Regions from separate parts of the Zea mays genome. Here all the other regions are linked to region 1. Evidence: chromatin contacts called from public Hi-C data. All regions are on one chromosome and are shown on one strand. The core of a region is the stretch at or near the end of the contact, and the rest is flanking DNA. Distances in the headings are between cores, read along the strand shown. Region 1 holds the start of LOC100279902 (Protein binding protein). Region 2 holds the start of LOC100282644 (peroxisomal carrier protein). Region 3 holds the start of LOC103635747.

Region 1 (4,411 bases), core at 181-2,680:
GACTAGGGAAATATTGTGTTCCCAAACACACCCAGATGATCTCACACAGAAGAATTCAATTATGTGGGAGCACATCACACATCAGCATTAGGCTGTCCGCAGTGACTAGCTGTATCCCCTACTCTATCGATATAGAGTTCGGTATACAGTAAAAATTTGCTGCAGCAAGCTACTTCACCGGCAACTGTAAACTTGGAGAGAGCACTGGAAACGGCATTTTCAGAGTCTGTACTTTTTCTACTCCAAATCTCTCTCCTATCCGTCAACGACAGTGCACGCGCCTGCTCCACACGTGCGAGGCAGCAAATTTGGTGTAGCGAAGTGAAAAAAATATTGATAAAAAATGTGGTGGTTTGTATAGGGTTGAGATATAGAGTAGTTATGGATGCGGGAGTTTGGCTACTGTATTTTAAAATGTTGATGACTAGGACAAAATATTCTTTTTAGAGTAGAAATTTAGAGTAGGATGAGTGCGGATAGCCTTAGAAGTTCTGAAAGAACAAAGGCAGTCCGATTGACCTATGCTTACCCAATAAATGTTTTCAACAGATGATGTAAATTAAACTCTACTAAGGCTAAAACCTTAGTATTAGGTGTTTAGGTGCACAATAAATTTGCTGTCGGTTACAGCTTTACCATAGTCCTGTTGACTACAGTCACTAAATTTGAGAAACCCAATTCAACAATTCCACTGAGCCACAAAGGAGCACTTGAAGTAAGGCAAGACAGGCCGGCCACTCACCTCTCGATGCCGCCAGTGGAGCCAAACTTGGTGCGAGCAATGAGGCCCATCGCGCTGGTCGGGAAATCAGTTGCGTTGTACACGGAATCGTCGAGCTGGATCACCTGCAGCGCGGAAATGAATGGCCTGGCGTCGGTATAGTCCGGGTTCACCCCGAGACAGAAGCTCATGTTCCTGCCACTCGCAGGGAACACGCCCTCGTAGGACGACGCGGCGCCGGCCAGCGCGTCATCGGTGGTGTTGACGGCGGTCCAGAAGGTACCGTCCACGATCAGGTCGAAGACGGGCGGCGGCGGTGCAGAGGAGGAGGCGAAGAGCGCGCCGTAGAAGAATGTGGGGCGGATGAGGTAGCGGCGGTTCCGATCCACGGGGAGCTCGTAGCAGAACTTGGCCCCGTAGCGGAGCGGGAAGGTGCGAAGGGTGGCAAGCGTGGGGTTGATGAGGCCCGAGAGCGAGACCACGCCGGGGGTACCGGCAGAGACATAGTCGCCATCGGGATCCCAGCGGAGGCCGCGGCTGTCGGTGGTGGGGGACGCCGCGCCACAGTTTAGGAGGTAAGAGAAGCCGCGAAACCCCTGTGCGGCGACGATGGCGACGTGAACGGGGAGGAGGAGGAGGAAGACGGCGGCGGCCACGAGGAGGGGGCGGGCAGGCAGCATTTTGGTTGGGCTTTTTTGGCTAGATTTTTGGGTGGGAATGGAAGGAACTCGGGTGTTTTCTGGTTGCGGAGCCGTATGCAGGTAGGGTGGCAGCGGAGTCGTTGACTCGGCACCCAGCGGGGAAAGCGGACGCGGTCGTACGTTAGTCCTCAAGTTGCAATGCGAGTCCCGGCGGCTCCGTATAGGGACGGCACGGCAGTGGGGGCGGTTTCGGGTCGGACTTCTCTGAATTTCGGATATCGGGTTCAGCAGGTTTTTATTTGAATTTGATTTTTTTCCTTACGGTTTTAGTGTTCGGGACCCCGACTTTTTGGGTCCACAAACCAAAAACTTATCGGATTCAGTTTTAGATTTTGATTTTCACCCGTGAATGTCCAATAAAAAACTTAAATAGTTTATTTCTAATAAAACAAATAAGCCCACATTTGGTTCCTTTAGTACAAAAACTAAAGTTTAGTTAAAAGATTAATAGCGTGTTTGGTTTAAGGATTGAGCAAGTCCATCATTTTTTCACTCCTCTTTTTTTTTATTTAGTTTGTGTAATAAAATGATTTTATCCATCATCGTTAGTACTAATAGTTAGTTAGTACTAATTTAAGGAATAGGATTATCCCATCAAATTTGAGGAATGGACCAATGATGCACCATCTCATTTTGGATGCAATTATTCATCAAACCAAACACCTCGTAAAGTTTAGTCCCTAACCTGTTTGGTTTTAGAGACTAAAAGTATTCAAAACACGTTAAATGAATCATAAGAAGACCAAAATACCATTTAACATTCTCGCGCTACTATTGCAACTGAAATAAAGCAGGGACAAAAGGTGGAATTTATATGGTTTAGTCACTTTTAGTCACCCCTTGAGGGACTAGAGACTAAAACAATTTAGTTCATGTTTTAGTCCCACCGTTTGGCAATTTAGGAACTAAATGAGACTAAAATGAAGAGACTATTTTTTAGTCCCTCAAACAAAACAAGGCCTAAGTTGTTTATATAATTTATTCTAAGAGGGTTTTTAGAGCTAATAATTAGCTACTAAATTAGCTGAAAACATCCAAACAATATAGCTAACAGCTGAGCTATTAGCTATTTTTAACAAATTATCTAATAGTGAGATAGGTACTTGTTATCTAGCTAATTTGACTAGTAATTTTTTAGCTAGCTAAATAACTATTAACTCTAGTGCATTCAAACATCCCCTAAGTCCTTATTCGGTTGTAAGAGATTAATTCTCTAAGGGCCTATTTGGTTATTTCAATCCATATGGATTAGAGGGGATTGATATGGATTGGGAGAGATTTTGACTTACTAGGAATTAAAACTCTCTCAATCCCCCTCAATTCATATGTGAAAGTCGCCTAGAGGGGGGTGAATAGGCAAATCTGAAATTTATAAATTTTAAACACAACTACAAGCCGGGGTTAGCGTTAGAAATAAAAGCGAGTCCGAAAGTGTTGGCGTTTCGGACCCCGGGGGACCCTCAACCGAGCTGACCAGTGAATTTATCGTTGCATGCCCCTGCCCAGATGGGTTGGCGCAAGATGAAACACAATGGGAAACACGGCTTGTATTATCTCGCACCGGGGGTGCTCGTAGTAGGGGTTACAAGCGTCGAGAGAGAGAGAGAGAGAGAGAGAGAGAGAGAGAGAGAGAGTGAGCCTGTTCGTTTGCTCGTTCCCCCGCGCGACCCCCCGCAGGAAGGCCATGGACCTCCCTTTTATAGATGCAAGGAGAGGGTACAGATGTACAATGGGGGGTGTAGTTATGCGCTAACGTGTCCGGCAGAGAAGTGCCTGAGCCCTTGTACATGCCAACGTGGCTGTCGGAGAGGTGCTTGAGCCCTGTGTACGCGATAACGTGGCCGTCGGAGAAGTGCCTGAGCCCTGTAGAAGCACAGCTAGTAGTGCGGCTGGGATCCTGCTGACGTCTCCTTGCTTCCGTAAGGGGCTGAGAACCACCGACGTCATGGACGCACGTGGGGAACCATCATTACCTATTACCGGGGCGAGCCAGATGGGACGCCGGTCTTGTTCCCTCGTAGCCTGAGCTAGCTAGGGGTAGGGTAATGATGTATTCCTTGTGGCGCGGTCGGTCCGAGCCCAAGGTCGGGCGAGGCGGAGACTTCTCCTGAGGCCGAGGCCGGGGTCGAGCGAGGATGCGATTCCTCCCGAGGTCGAGGCTGAGGCCGAGCTCTGGGGTCGGCTGAGGCGAAGACCTCCTCCCGAGGCCGATGCCCATGGTCGGGCGAGGCGGAGCTTCCTGTTGCGCCCGAGGCTGAACTCGGCTGTTGTCGGTCTTACCCCGGTGGGTGGCACAACAGTCGGAGCGGGGCGAGCGACGCTGTTTTCCTGTCAGGTCGATCAGTGAAAGGGCGAAGTGACTGCGGTCACTTCGACCTTGCCGACTGAGACGTGCGTGTCAGGATAAGGTGTCAGGCGATCTTCGCTTTGAATGCGTCTGCGATACGGTCGGTTGGTAAGGCGATTTGGCCAAGGTTGCTTCTCGATGAAGCCTGCCCGAGCTGGGCTTTGAGCGAGCCGAGGGTGCACCCACCGCCTGAGGAGGCCCTCGGGTGAGGCGTGAATTCGTCCGGGACTACTGTTCCCGCCCGAGGCCGGGCTCGGGCGAGGCGAGATTGCGTCCCTTGGTAGACGAGGTCTTGACCTGAACCGTGCCCATCAGTCTTTGCAGTTTGTGCTGAGGGTGTTTACCAGTCGTGTTTTAGGAGTGTTGGGGGTACCCCTAATTATGGTACCCGACAGTAGCCCCCGAGCCTCGAAGGGAGTGTTGGTACTCGCTTGGAGGCTTTGCCGCATTTTTTGTGAGGGGACCGGCCTTTCTCGGTTATCCTTTGTTTCGGTGGGTGCGCGCGAGCGCACCCGCCGGGTGTAGCCCCCGAGGCCTCGGAGGAGTGGTTTGACTCCTCTGAGGTCTTAATGCTTTTTGTGATGCCTCGGTCGGCTTTGTTGTTCCCTCATGCGGCCTGGCCGCAGCCCGGGTGCATGGTCA
Region 2 (4,689 bases), core at 123-2,622, 160 kb after region 1:
GTGTCTTTGGAAAGGAGGGTGCAACATTGCATTTTTTTGAGAAGTCACCTGGTGTAGGAGTATCCATCTGCCATGCACGAGAATGACCAGCTCCAGCTGATCTGAGCTGTCAGGTGCCAATAATGCCGGCAGACATGGATCGATCAGACTGCACCAGTACGAACCAACCATCGTGTAGTATTTGTACGTACAGTCCCCTCCCGTTCCCTTGTTCGATTCTCAGCGCCTGCCACTCTCTGACATGCATGAGACACGCTTCTTCTAGAGCAGATCGCCTCACGATCTGATCCGATCCTCTCACACGATCCTCTCACACGTCGTCGCGTCGCCGCTGCACGCACGCTTCGTTCGATCACATACGCTCGGGCCTCGGGCATCTGGCCGCCTTTCGGATTCCATGCATGCAGATTGCAAGTGCAGGCAGTCTCGCCTCGCGTGTGCCGTCCACCGCCGGCCACGAGGTTACAACACGCACGAGGTGTCGACGGTGTCGACGTGGGCTTGCAGACGGACGTGCCTCGGCTCGATCCCCGCCACCGTCGAACAGCCTTGGCTCGCCTCGGCTTAGTCCTCGACGTCGGGCTGAGGTCAACAAGATTGCCACGCACGCTCCAGGCAGGCGGGGGCTGTGGTTGCGGCTCGTCCTTTGGCCTTGCCGGTCATGGCAAACAGAGATGATGGGAGGGGGTTAGTGCATGCCATGTGGGCCCAACTACACCAACAAACGGGCAGAGAGGGGAACAAAATATAAAATCGATGGCATAGAAGGGATGCTACAATTTATAATGGCACATAAAGTATCGGTGTAATTTTCAGTGGCACAGAGGGAATTAACTTATATATAACTTTGTGAGAGGAGAATTTCATTACGGACGGCTCGTGAATGTTGTCATCCATCTCATAATCGTATAACACATATGTATATATAAGTTATCGAGATATTATATGTTTCAGATGCAATGTACGAGTACTGACCTATCTTATATAATACATTAGGTGAGTATCCGTGCGTCACAGGTCCAAGTTTCTCTTCGATGTCATCCCGGACAACTCGCATATATGTATCCTCTATCTCATAACTATATAACACATATGCGCATATATAAGTTATCGAGATATTATATGTCTATGTTGCAACGCACGGGCACTGACCTAGTACATAATAACATAAGATAAATCCCAAAAGAAATCTAAAATCTAACTGATTATACGCGCGGACGTGCCACTACGACGGATAGTCCGTCCGCCAACGCGCACGTAAATAAATGCACCCAGGAACAAAAGTCGGCACCAAACAGGCAAACACCGCATCTCGAAACCATGGTGCCGCGCGGACTCGTCGGTCCGCAAAATACCGTAGACGCCCGGCCCGGCCGCCCGCACCTGCCCCCGCTCAGCGTGGCGGCTGGCGTCCCCATCCCACTCGTCGCCCATCTGCCGTGACGTCTCTCCTCTCTCCAGCGGTTCCCATCTACTACTTAACTCGCAGGCCGCGGCCGCCTAGACCTTCCTCTCACTTCGCGGGTACGCAGAGTCGCTAGACGCACCTCGCTCGCAACTTGTTGGACTCGAAGGGGCAATAGACAGCAGGCAGGGCCCCGAACTGCGGGAGGAGATTCCCAAGGATCTCGTCGGCCGGGTAGAGGAAGGGACGGGGACGGGCGATGGCGGCGGACGGCGGCGGCGGGGTGGACTGGGAGAGCCTGGCGGAGGCCACCTCCGGGGCAATCGGCTCGCTCGTCAGCACCACCGTGCTCTACCCGCTCGACACCTGCAAGACCAAGTTCCAGGCCGAGCTCCAGACGCACCAGGGCGCTCAGAAGTATAGGTACTGCTGCTGATTCCATCCCTTCCCTATGGCTCTTCTCTGGTCGCCTGATCCGTACGACGGGGCTCGTGTGCCTGACTCGTCGGAAGCTGGTGCCCCTCTCTCTCTCTCTCTCTCTCTCTCTCTCTCTCTCTCTCTCTCTCTCTCTCTCGTCGGTCCGTGAGGATTTGGATCTGACTCTGCGGAGGATGATAGAGGTTTCCTGTTTTTTTCTCTCTCTCAAAATCGTGATTTGCAATTTGGCCTTTTGTATCTAGAGAGGTTTCCTGAACTGTGCAGTGGGCGATGAGAGTGCTTGGGACGGCTTGGAGAGTCTCACTTCAGTCAGTCAGGACGATAATGCCTTTGTTTTTGAAAGTTTGGAGTATTTGCAGTAATCAGGTCTTGATTGAGGGGTGCAAATCACGATTACACAATATATAGGCACGTTCATCCGGTTTATGGAAATAGAACCGGAGAGGGGTTATCCGACGCCAATTAAGTAAACCACAAGTAATTAAACCGCAACTAAGACACCCAACCCTTGTATAATCTTTCTAGGCAATCTAACACCCCTCCGCATCTGGAACACGTCGGTGGAGCGGATGTTCACGTTGAACCGAAACTCCAAGAAGACTAAGGAATGAAGGCCCTTCGTGACGATATCAGTGGATTAGGAGGTCGTTGGGACATATATAACACGAACAACACCGGCAGCAATGCGTGAAGGTCGATCTCGACGTGTTTGGCGCGCTGATGTTGCACCGGGTTCGTCTCTAGATAGATGACACTTAGGTTGTCACAATAGACAAATGTCAAATGTGGCACGTTGGAGAGGCTATTTAAGCTCAAGGAGTTGGCGGAGACAGGAGACCTCTACTATGCTATTGGCGATTGCGTGGTATTCGGTCTCAGCATTGGAGCGTGACAGAATATATAGGCACTGTACCATGAGACAACACTGAGGTAATCACGCCTCCATTGATACAAACCACGATTACACAATATATAGGCACACTCATCCAGTTTATGGAAACAGAACTGGAGACGGATTCTCAAGCGCAAGTAAGGAAACCACAAGTAAGGTAACCATCTAGGCAATCTAACAATTTTGACACTAGTTGGCCCCAAATTCTCCATGATCGCTATTGAATCGAACTGTCTGCCCATGAGGTCACATTTATGTGTGCTTATCCAGCCTTCCTGTGTCAAGTCGTTGTAAAACAGAAAGAGGGTAAATGTTTTGCTTATAACCTTTAGAACTAGCGTAGACTGAATTGTTTACGTGAGATGGACACATGAATGGGTGCCTTACTCTATTAGGCTGCGATAAATTCGTTTCTCCTGGGATCTGGGGATTGACAATATGGTCAGCAATTATCATAACCAGGCTAGCTGGGGAAGGGGGATCTTGGTATGTTGAAGAGAGATTTCTTCCTTTCCCCTCCATCCGAGTTCTTATTGTTAGTGCTATTCCTGTATGTTGTTACATCTCCATCATCTATTTTGTGCATGTCTAGTTACTCCACACAAACTAATTGGCTTCAAATGTTTGTTTTTCAGGAACCTTTCAGATGTCTTTTGGGAAGCGATTCGTAAAAAGCAATTTTTGTCCCTATATCAGGGCCTGAACACGAAGAACATTCAGTCTTTTGTCTCCTCGTTTTTTTATTTTTATGGGTATAGCTATTTTAAAAGACTCTACTTGGAGAAGAGTGGAGCAAAGTCTATTGGAACAACAGCCAACTTGTTAGTTGCTGCTGCTGCTGGTGCTTGTACTGTTATCGTGACACAGGTAACTAATGCTATAGGTTTGCTGAAAATTAATCTTGGCTGCCTGGTCTTATATGTGCTTCTTTCCTACCAGCCATTAGATACAGCAGCTTCTAGGATGCAGACAAGTGTCTTTGGAAAGTCTAAAGGGCTGAGAGAAACTCTTGCAGAAGGTACTTGGATGGAAGCATTCGATGGCTTAGGCATTTCCATTATATTGACTTGCAATCCTTCTATTCAGGTATTAAACTTGGCAAGGTTCTTGTATAATGAATATTGTAGGACTATAAATTGATAATTAGAGCTATGGTGTGTCAACTTTTTGTTTATAAACAATTAAATCAGATACTGAAGATTGTGTTAAAGAGATATTATTCTCCGAACAGACTCCGAAGGTGTTCAGTTTTTATTGTCTGACATTTTCACGTCAATAAGACAACAAGCAAATACAGGCAGGGGGGAAAACTTGGGAGCATAGATTTGGACATGTATATGATATGTTTCTGCAATATTACCATAAAATATCAAATGTGTAATAGGAATATGACTATCCTGAAGCAGTAACGGGAACACTTGGATACCTGCTATTGTCACTAATTCACTACAAATACGTACAGATCATGGTTCTGGAAAATGTTGTCCAAAACTGTTGCAGTTTTTGTTGCTATCCCTTTCAGTCATCAAAACAACTTTGCACAAACATTCTACTCTATATCAGTGCTGCCTTCCAACCTTTTTCTAGTGTCATCATCTGCGCATGTGTTTGGCTTTTACTTCTTTGAAGTGAGACGTAAAAACATGCATGTCTAATTAAAGATCACCTTTACAATGTAACTGTCTGTTTTAAACTATATTTGGACTTACAAGGAGACAAAACTGAAATACTCCCACCGTTCCAAAGTGTAGGTCATTTTTGTTTTCTATGAACTAAAAGTTTCCTAATGTTGACCAAGTTTATAGAAAAATACATCAACATCTCAACAACAACAACAACAACAACAAAGCCTTTTTGTCCCAAGCACGTTGGGGTAGGCTAGAGATGAAACCCCATATGTGGTTCAAGAATGTAATATGTATGGACATTGCATTTATTTCGGATTGATGTCAAT
Region 3 (4,436 bases), core at 729-3,228, 240 kb before region 1:
CTCGAGGCACTGCCATGGTTTTTTGGATCTGCAGTGTTCCTATATTGAGGAAAGCCCAAAGGGGAACGTGGGTATGTTGGCAAGAACGAACCATGGCATCCATACATCGAACCTATGTAGTGTGAACGATTTTTCACATAAGCCAATATAACATCAATAACTGTACAGAGCAAACAGGTTGGCAATTTTTACTCCTCTTACCCAAATTCATATGAGTTATTTCACCTTCAAATTTCTTGCGTAAATGACCCAACACATTTTGGATTCTTTCATCCTGTGAATAATACAGCACGCTTTAGTCTTTTAGCACAAAGAACATAGTTATAAGTAAAAGTTTAAAGGCTGATCATCCAGAAGGATGAGGCTGTACTATGAGAGTGTATACTAAAAAGATAAAGCATGTATGTAAAAGGAGAAAGCCGTTTCTTCTTTTTTGAAGTATAGACAGGTATGGAACAACAAAGTTAAATGCACTCTTTCTGGGTGTAAAACTATCAATAGAAAGCGGTGAAGCATAAGCTTAGAAGGAATAATTCAGCCCTCAAAATACACATTATCACTTACATCGAGGTAACCCCAGAACTATCATATAACAAATATATTAAATCCCTTGAATACATACAAACATGTATGAGTTACCTCCCCACGTATGTCAGCTAGGAAGTCCTTTCAAAGAAAAAATCAGAGTAGAAGATAAATTTTGTCTATATGTTGCCTCTAGGCACTGATCTCAACAGCAGAAATTGATTTGTGTCCAACCTATAAATTGTAAAGTACAAGGGCCTACCTAGGGATGAAACTAGAACGGAAGCAGACGGATACATATCTATGTTAACATAGCAGAGTTTTCACCAAGCAGGACAGGTAACCAGAAAATAACCAAAATCAAATGGAACAGAAAATGTGCACGTGAACCAACAGTACAAACCATACTACTGCCAATCACCAGCAAACTTGTCCCAGTAACCTGCTAAATCTAGCACTGAAATTGAGAAGGTTTCATAATTCACACAAGGGGTACAAGAAATCACCGCAAACTAGTACTACTACTCAACGGTTGCAGAAGTAACTACCAACTAGTCTTGCATAGTTGCATTCTCATGTCGGCTCCGATACTTTACCAGGTAAAGCTAACAAGTTAGCCAAATTCGAATCCCCCACAGAGGCCAGCAATGAACCGGCAGAATCGTAACCCCCCCCCCCCCCCCCCCCCTCCCCACAGCATTCATGTAACCATGTTAGATTGAAGCATTGATGTTGCATTGATAAAAAAAACAACCATGCATTCGTGTCAATCAGTGATTACCTCAACCACACTGCAAAATCGACCTAAATCTCTGCAACATTGGTAACAAGTACTTGTATATCATACTACCCGTAACGCAAAAGAAAACAAAAAAACAATCGCAACGCTGCGACAGCAACACTAATCACCTCGGCACGAGAACGCATTCGCATACTGACATCTGATCAGCCATTGATCCAATACACTCTCACACGCAATAGGACGACGAGGAGGACGAGGAGGAGAGCAGAGAACGTTCTTACGATGCAGGTGAGCGCGTCGGGAATAACCAGCTCACGGCCGCCGCCGGAGGCCGCCTCGCCCTCCTCCAGCTCGAGCTCCCCTTCCTCGTACCCCATCTCCCCGCGCCGCCCCAGCATGACGTCGTCGGCCGCGGGGCGACCCCCGCCGATCGCCGACGCGCCGCAGCCGCCAAGATCACGGCCTAGGGTATTTCACGTTGTCCTTTTCTCTGTTTATAATTTTATTTAATTTTATTGTCTTATTGTTTTTTTATTATGTGCTCCCTCGTCGCATCGGACATCGGTGGTGTGGTATGTGTCTTCCTCGGAGGAGAGCAGAGGACAGAGGACAGGATTGTATGTACGGGAGAAATATAGAAAATATATATACTAGTAGGACGCAAAATATTAATTCGAGGCCCGTGCGGGCCTGGCAGAGCTTTTGCATGCTACTTGTTGGTGCTGGCGGAGATGCCGCATTTTGGATGGGCGTTGGCCGTTGGACGGCGGAGGCGCGGAGGTGAGGCGAGCCTGGCAAGTCCGTGGAAACAAGGCGGCCCGAGCGCACGACGTTTGTGCAGCGGCAGGGAGCAGGGGAAAGATACGCGCCGACCGCGAATGACAAGTGCACGCAAATCTGGCGCGACCACGCGTATCCTACGGCATAGGGCATGCTATATACTATATATCTATTTTTAAGATTTTTTTCCTGAGAATCTTATTAGTGAGAGACTTTTTTTCATTTCTATCAAGTTCGTATTTTCTAAGGTTATTGAAAATATTATAACTTATGTTAGAAAAATATGGTAAGAATTTTCATCATTATTTCATATTTCATTTACCCTAACCTAACAAAATAATTATAAAAAGATCATAATATATTTTTCTAGTCTAAAATATGCTATTAGCTACTAACAAAATCTGTACTGAAAACTCAGTTTATACATAAACAAATGAAAAAAACAAATTTTGTTAAAAAGTAAATTGAAGCAACTCAAATGGGTGGATAGATAAAATGAACAAAAAATACTTTAGAGGGTTATGTGAATATTGTCCATAGAAGAGGGGAGTAATTTGGACTTATTTATAGTCAAAAGTCAACCAAAAGAGATGGCTTCCATCCAAATTCACATTCAAAAGCAACTTTTGTTTAGCACAAATTTGACATCACTTTTACTTATGTCTTTTACTTTCAACTATTCACAAAAATCACTCATCTACCATTGTTACAGAAAAATATCAAATTATTTTTCTTTTTGCATACACACGATTATTTCATGTCTGCATCATCGAAATTATTCATCACTCGCTGCCCCCGCTGGTGATGCCCATATGTCGTTTCCCACCACGTCAACGCCGCCCCACCTCCATATGCCACTTAATTAGGTCATAGAAATTGTCGAAACAAGTCAACATCCAGAAATCTAACAATATGTTGCATCACCATCTTTTGAGTAATTAGGTCATATAACATGTAGCCCATTAGGGGAGCACAAATAGGGGTCCTTGGATTCCTCTTAGACTTATATTCAGTAGTTGTCGCTCACGTTAGTATTTGGATTTTGCTTTAGAACAATCTATTTTTTGAATGGTTGTCGTTATCGGTATGTGAAATCCCAAATTTGAGTACTTAGTCATATATATGTAATTATTATTATACTTGAGTTATATTTTATCATGTTTTTGTTTGTATTCTTTGGTTGTCACGAGGGATTAGTATCCTCAATGAGGGTAATTAGATTGTGACGTGGTTAATAAACACAAAAGAGATGGTGCTAAAAGGTTATAGGGTTTGCATCTTTATGGTTTGCAGCTAGATCGGTCTATCGATTTCCATTAAATCGATAGTTATCTTAAACTTGACAGAAGATTAGGAACTACATCCCTATCAAATGGCATCTGACACTACCGGAATCGACGGCTTTGCCGAGTGTCGCACTCGGCAAAGAGGGCTCGGCACACAGTGCATCGATAAAGTCTTCTTTGCCGAGTACTTTTTCTCAAGCACTCGGTAAAGATTTTGCCGAGTGCCAGGAAGTACTCGGCAAAGACTTTGTCGAGTGCCAGGAAGTACTCGGCAAAGAAAAGCAACCGTCATGGTGCCGGGTGACGGAGACGACGTCTTTGCCGAGTGCCTAGATGACACTCGCAAAGGAGTTACCTTTGCCGAGTGTCTGCCGGCCAGCACTCGACAAAGAATATGTCAGCGGGGTCCCCATGCCAGGTTCTTTGCCGAGTGCTTTGTATGGCACTCGGCAAAGCGTGCTTCTTTGCCGAGTGTCAGAGCCACTACACTCGGCAAAGAACCTATATCGATGCCCAGATCTTGGTTCTTTACCGAGTGCTATGGTCCTGACACTCGGCAAAGAACCTATACCGGTGCCTTAGGCCTTCTTCATGTCTTTCCACCACTTGGCGACTTCATCTCTTGGTTTGGTCTATCACATAATGCTGTCAGATCCACTCTTGCCTTTACGTTATCCTTTGACTTATGAGGAATGTCCATAATTGTTGCCCACAGTGCCTCAGCAACATTCTTTTCAGTGTGCATCACGTCAATATTGTGTGGAAGGAGCAGGTCGTCATAATAGGGGAGCCGAGTCAAGCCAGACTTATGTGTCCACATATGTTGCTCACCATATCCCACAAAACCACCTTCTGTGTTGGCCACGAGCCCATCTATCTATTGATGAATTTTGGCACCAGTCATCGTTGCAGGTGGGCGGTCTGTCACTACGACACCTTTCGTAAAGTTCTTGATGTTTAGGCAGAATGGATGGTCAGGAGGGAGAAATTGTTGATGTTTATCGAAGGACGAATATTTGCCACCCTTTTTCAACCAAATGAACCTGAGAGCTTCCTTGCAAACTGGGCATGGGAACTTACCATGAACACACCAGGCGCAGAAT

What was found. Hi-C and Micro-C count contacts between places; a contact is called where the count stands out from the background.
Region 2: a Hi-C map of ear shows a contact between it and region 1, with 3 times the contacts expected there. The contact joins the promoter of LOC100282644 here to the promoter of LOC100279902 in region 1. A contact is called at or near these places in 8 of 25 Hi-C or Micro-C datasets (ear, endosperm, leaf and 1 more).
Region 3: a contact with region 1 is called in a Hi-C map of endosperm, with 3 times the contacts expected there. The contact joins the promoter of LOC103635747 here to the promoter of LOC100279902 in region 1. A contact is called at or near these places in 2 of 25 Hi-C or Micro-C datasets (endosperm and tassel).

What each region holds. Positions count from the first base shown.
Region 1 is chr8:117,152,296-117,156,706 of Zm-B73-REFERENCE-NAM-5.0, reverse strand. LOC100279902 (Protein binding protein) reads right to left here and starts at 1,430. Exons shown (of 8, transcript NM_001361004.1): 1 at 743-1,430. The coding sequence starts at 1,401.
Region 2 is chr8:116,992,696-116,997,384 of Zm-B73-REFERENCE-NAM-5.0, reverse strand. LOC100282644 (peroxisomal carrier protein) reads left to right here and starts at 1,372. Exons shown (of 5, transcript NM_001155552.2): 1 at 1,372-1,828; 2 at 3,371-3,602; 3 at 3,675-3,821. The coding sequence starts at 1,665.
Region 3 is chr8:117,391,061-117,395,496 of Zm-B73-REFERENCE-NAM-5.0, reverse strand. LOC103635747 reads right to left here and starts at 1,978. Exons shown (of 14, transcript XM_008658128.4): 1 at 1,549-1,978; 2 at 202-274; 3 at 1-112. The coding sequence starts at 1,665.